Linked DNA regions of Mus musculus: region 1 is linked to region 2. The links are chromatin contacts, called in public Hi-C maps. All regions are on one chromosome and are shown on one strand. The core of a region is the stretch at or near the end of the contact, and the rest is flanking DNA. Distances in the headings are between cores, read along the strand shown.

The links. A called contact is a pair of places that touch in the nucleus more often than the background predicts.
Region 1: a contact with region 2 is called in a Hi-C map of B cells, with 2.5 times the contacts expected there. The contact joins two enhancer-like sites. A contact is called at or near these places in 19 of 484 Hi-C or Micro-C datasets (B cells, bone marrow-derived dendritic cells, cardiomyocytes and 12 more), 2 of 115 datasets of contacts at active chromatin or transcription factors (forebrain and large pre-B cells) and 1 of 9 other capture datasets (embryonic stem cells).

What each region holds. Positions count from the first base shown.
Region 1 is chr3:9,270,559-9,273,258 of GRCm38.p6, reverse strand. All of the region lies in intron 2 of Zbtb10 (zinc finger and BTB domain containing 10), which reads right to left. Among named protein-coding and RNA genes, the nearest start is that of Zbtb10, 21 kb to the right of the region's middle. Within about 2 kb of position 1,253, at least 2 of the 459 cell types and tissues checked have an H3K27ac peak or open chromatin away from gene starts, as enhancers often do. A contact at or near this core is called in B cells, where this site is marked.
Region 2 is chr3:8,958,255-8,960,954 of GRCm38.p6, reverse strand. All of the region lies in intron 1 of Tpd52 (tumor protein D52), which reads left to right. Among named protein-coding and RNA genes, the nearest start is that of Tpd52, 4.5 kb to the left of the region's middle. Within about 2 kb of position 1,379, at least 25 of the 459 cell types and tissues checked have an H3K27ac peak or open chromatin away from gene starts, as enhancers often do. A contact at or near this core is called in B cells, where this site is marked.

The DNA.
Region 1 (2,700 bases), core at 4-2,503, 310 kb before region 2:
CCCCTAAGCCTATGAGGACCCCAAATCTGCCTCTAAGGAGATGATTAATTCCAACAAGTAATCTCCTTGCCCCCAAATGATCCATGTTCCCCTGCCCCTGCTGTGAAACACGGCACACGTTCATGATCCCAGCCAATCAGGAAACTCTGTGGGAAGATGGTCAAGTCCAAGGCGAGTCTGGGCATTTTATTAAAACTGTCTTTAAAATATTTACACAAAACTGCAGTGTGAAACCATAAGTAAAATGAAATAAATGAAATACTATAAAGTATAGTGTTTCAAGTTATAAAACACATGGAACAAGGTACTACCATCAAATGAGGGTAATCTTAGTACCAAGGTAACAGCACAGAAAAGGGGGGCTAGGAATCATTCTAGAGCCTGTGTGTGACACTGTCTGGGGTGGAGTCCGCTGGCTTTGCTTAGGGTCCTCAGCATTCGCCATTTCTAAGTGCAGCGCAGGCTAGCCTGGCTTCTTCAGGATCCCAATACTCATGTGAATGACATGTGAATTGATGGCAGGAAAAAAACAAAAATAGCTGAAACTCATATAAAACTCGAGATAAATGATCTACACAAATTTCATTTTCATATAAACACAGCATTCATAAATTATCATAGCATATAAAAATGTCTGCAGATAGTTGCAGAACTAAAAGCAGGCCCTCTTCATAAACAGGCATAGGTATCTTTTTCTCTTTAGTCTTTCCCATTCAGTAATTTCATTTACAACCCAAATGCAAATACTAGTTCCTGTAGCACCCTAGAAACTTGTTTTCCACTCAAACTCACTGATTCAAGTGACAGACTGCAACTGCCCTGTCTTGCTTATACTAGACATCATAGTTTCTTTTCCTCACCATTCAAAGACATATTTATGCCAATAGACCTAGTCAGTACACTCCATAACTCAAATCTAATTAGAGATCAAATACTCCTTTGCCAAGTCATAAAACAAAGATCACAGCTTAGCCTTTGACATACAAAGATTAGTAGTCTTAAGTCTGAGCATACCTCAGTTCTTTTAATGTGATTGTTTGTTATCTTGAGATTTACAATTTTTGTTTCTAGATTTCTTATGATGTGAAAAGGGGAAAATATCATTTGTTATATTATAACCTTTTTCAAAGAGTACAGCTTTAAGAATAAAAATTTTCAAACTGCTGTGGTTAGAGAGTGATTAGCTCAGTTACCAATTGTTTGTGTCACCCTTATAAGCGCCAATGCTGGGCTTTCTCTATAGGCAGACCCCTGACACTTTCTGGCCAGCCAGCGAAGCATAGTCAGCAAAGCAGGAACCAAGCAAGCAAGCAAGCAAGCCCCACCTTATTAAAAACAAAAAAACAAGAAAGGCACATTGTCTACACACACACTCAGGGTTTAAGAGCGCCAGCTTATCTTCCAGGGCCTGGATCTAATTAATCCCCAGCACCATCCCGGCCTCCTCTTCTAGCTCCCACGGCACCAACCATACACGTAGTGACCATACATACAAAACAAAAATTCATACAAAACATAACATACAAAACAAAAATTCAAAGAGAGAGAAATTTAAAACAACCTGGCCAACTAATATATTGCTGCCAGAAACCAAATATTCAGTAGTATATAAATAAATCTTAAAAAAAAAAAAGTATGTTCAGTAAGATTTCATGGCCCAATTTTTAAAGTAAGCAGTAAGCCATGCTTCTAATAAAAGTGATTTTAAAAAACAAAACAAAACTGGCTTACTTTTCACAGCATACTCTACAATAAAGATGCCTGAAAGATTTAATCCTTCATTTTTATTTATTTTTAAAAATTCTGACACAGGGCTACACAGAAAAACCCATCTCGAAAAACCAAAACAAACAACCAAACAAACAAAAAAACAAAAACAAAACCAAGATTTACCTAAATATCTGGAATTGAATCCAAGTCCCATAAATGGAGACTGCATATTAATCCAACACCCTACTGGGTTATAGTATAGTTATAGTTATAGTATAGTTATAGTCAGTGCAACATGCAGACTAGATGTGTAAAAGCAGCACTGGGGAAACTGCAGCAAGGGGCTAAGCTGAGGTACATAGCCAGACTCTGCCTTAACAACAGAAATGCTTCTCCATGACAAAATAGGTATATTCACATTCAAGAAAAAAATTGAAAATACACAAAATAAACTTTTTATTCTCAAAATTAATTTTCTTTAAGAGCTTGGGTTTTTAGAGATTTTTGTGATTTCCTGTTAGAGAGATCATTAGAGGCACACTGGGGACTCTCCAGTGACAGGGCTACACGTAAAACTCACACCTCAACCAAAGTAAACCCCATGGCTTTAGACTCTGCTTTTAACAAACTTATAACAACAAGGTCAAAATAGTGAGATATCAAAAATGTCTAACAGTCATAAAATATTATTTTAATGGCAAGTGAGCTATATCTCAGTGGGTAAAGACATGACCTGAGTTCAGTCCCTGTGAGCTATATGGCAAGGAGAGAACTAATTCTCCATAAGTTGCAAAGCACAAACACACACACACACACACACACACACACAAATAAATAGATGTGTTAATTTCTTAATAAATAATAATGAACAACTATCACCATAAATATAGGAGAACAGAAATGCTGGTTAGCATATAACTTTAAAAATAAAAGTTCTATAACTAGAATTACTAATTATTTCAGATATATGCTTTATTAGGCTTCCCAAAA
Region 2 (2,700 bases), core at 130-2,629:
ACAAGTCCAGCTGCAGCTCCCCAGCTCAGAGCTCATGTCTTACTCTGCATTACTCTTTGATTTCTTGTGAGTCAACCTTTCCCTTTCAGGGAATTCAGTGCTTGCTGACTCTTACAGGGTTTTTTATGATTGTGAGATCTTTTTTTTAATATTTTATTTTATTTTTTAATATTTATTTATTTATTTTATGTATGTGAGTACACTGTAGCTGTACAGATGATTGTGAGCCTTCATGTGGTTGTTGGGAATTGAATTTTGTCAGCACTGCTTGCTCTGGTCAACTCCACTAGCTCAGTCCCTGCTTGCTCCAGCCCATTTATCTATTTATTATTATACAAGTACACTGTAGTTGTCTTCAGACACATCAGAAGAGGGCGTCAGATCTCATTACGTGTGGTTGTGAGCCACCTTGTGGTTGCTGGGATTTGAACTCATGACCTTCAGAAGAGCAGTCAGTGCTCTTACCCACTGAGCTATCTCACGAGTCAGATTGCAAGATCTTTTTTTTTTTTTTTTTTTAAATTTATTTATTTATTATATGTAAATACACTGTAGCTGTCTTCAGACACACCAGAAGAGGGAGTCAGATCTTGTTACGGATGGTTGTGAGCCACCATGTGGTTGCTGGGATTTGAACTCTGGACCTTCGGAAGAACAGTCGGGTGCTCTTACCCACTGAGCCATCTCACCAGCCCAGATTGCAAGATCTTAAAGAACAACTTATCTGTCATTTACAAATGAAAACTAGAGTAGGCTTGTAGAGAGCTCTATCCGTGGAGAGGGAATTTAATGGTAGAGGAGACGTCTCTCCAGACACCGTAAGTGTCTCCCTGGCCTGACAGCCTGTGTGTCTTCAATAGATGGTCTCAGGTATCAGTTTTGTCTGTGGTGTTTGGAGGGAGGAAGAGGAGATGCTCTGAAGTAACTGGAGACTTAAAGATGGCTCACCCCCCTTGGAAGATTAAAGATTTAATGAGGCAGGTTTCTAGGAAGAGGGCAGTGAGCTGTTTGGAACAGTGAATGTGTTTTGCCAGTGTGTGTGTGTGTGTGTGTGTGTGTGTGTCTGTGTCTGTGTCTGTGTCTGTCTGTCTGTCTGTCTGTCTGTCTTCTCCCTGAGTGAGGTACTGACGGATGCTACGAATCCACACCCCTCATCTTCTCTTGTTACCATGTCCCTTCCTGCTTTGTCTCCTTTCTTCCTCAGTGACCCCAATGTCACTCAGTTCTGCTCTATCCTGGATCTTCTGCCAAATGAAATGGGTCATTTCCTTAGCTTCCGTTGTTCCTGGCCACCTCGAACAGGTTCCGAGTTCATTTTGCCCCAAGGTTTTCTTCTTTTCAGTGAGCTGATCACGGGGGCACGGCAGCCTTTGACAGCTCTCCACAGCCACTGCTTCTGGTCCCACAGTGCCACACTCCCATTTAGGAACACTGTGTATTCTCCCACACAGTGTCTCTGTTGAACCTTGTTTAAATGGGGCCTCTGTAAAATTACCTGGGATTGTCTATGCTACTGAAGTCCAGTTTCCAGATTTCAAACTGTCTGAAGGTGGTGTGCTACTGCTGTTCAGTGATGACCTAGCCTTGTAGCTGTACCTCAAGACGAGGCACAGAAAACTGCAGTGGTGCCATGTGGTCAGCCACCGCCACCCTCCATCCTGAGGTGGTTCCGCTGCCATCCACGCCTCCAGCTGGCTGTTGGGCAGTGTGTAGCTTTCGTGTTCTCCCCAGCCCGTGCTATTGACTACCCTGCTGCTGGAGGGACTCTGTAGATGAGCCCTGTACCCTGGCCATGGCTCCATGCTAAGCACAGCAGGGGCCCCCTGGTTAGTACTGAAGACGGAAGCTTCAATACTGCTGCTGAGTAGATAAGTAAGGAAGTAGCTAAACTTAGCAGTAAGCCCAGGAGGGGTGGGGTAGTGATGCCCAGTGTTAGTCACCTGCATTCAATCCTGCTGATGCCGACTCCCAGCCAGAGACACAGAAAGCTTCCATGGACCAAGCATTAGGCCTGGCGCTCTACCCTGCGTGCATGTTGGTATTTCTCTAAGACAAACTGAATGGAGCACACAAGTGTGTAGAATCAAAAAGACTTTCAAGTTTTAAACTATGCAACCTTGGAGGACCTTAGTTTTCTACTAGAAATCACTGTTCTCATTAGATGTTGATTTAATTTTGCTTGTTTGCTTCTATGGAATATGTTCATAATGAATACAAATGATTCCAGTGCAGCATGCTTTAGGCAGGAAGATGGACTATCACATGGGGACCTGAAGGTCTGGAGGGCTCAGATAGTAAGGAGGGGGCTCTGCTTAACTGCCTTAGTATGTTTGTTTGCTCAGACTGGGCTTTACCAAGAAGTACGAAGGTGGCCTGAGAGAAGGTTCAGGGGCCTGACTAACATTTGATCAAGCAGAGACTCTCTTGCCAATTTCCCCTCAAGGTGGCTGGTGTGGAAAAACCTGAATAGTCACATTGTCATTTAAAATAGCTTCCATTGGATTTTAGGAAAGAATATTAAAATCAAAGAACAAATGTTTGTTGGCTTGTTTGTAGTAGTCTCATTTCTTACCTTTTGTGATTTGCATGAAAAAGCAATATATTTTCTCCCCCAAACTAGATTGTCCTTCCATACTAAGTCCATTAGTGAGTTTATAGAAGACATGTATGTTCAGGACCACGGAAGAGTCGGCTTGAAGA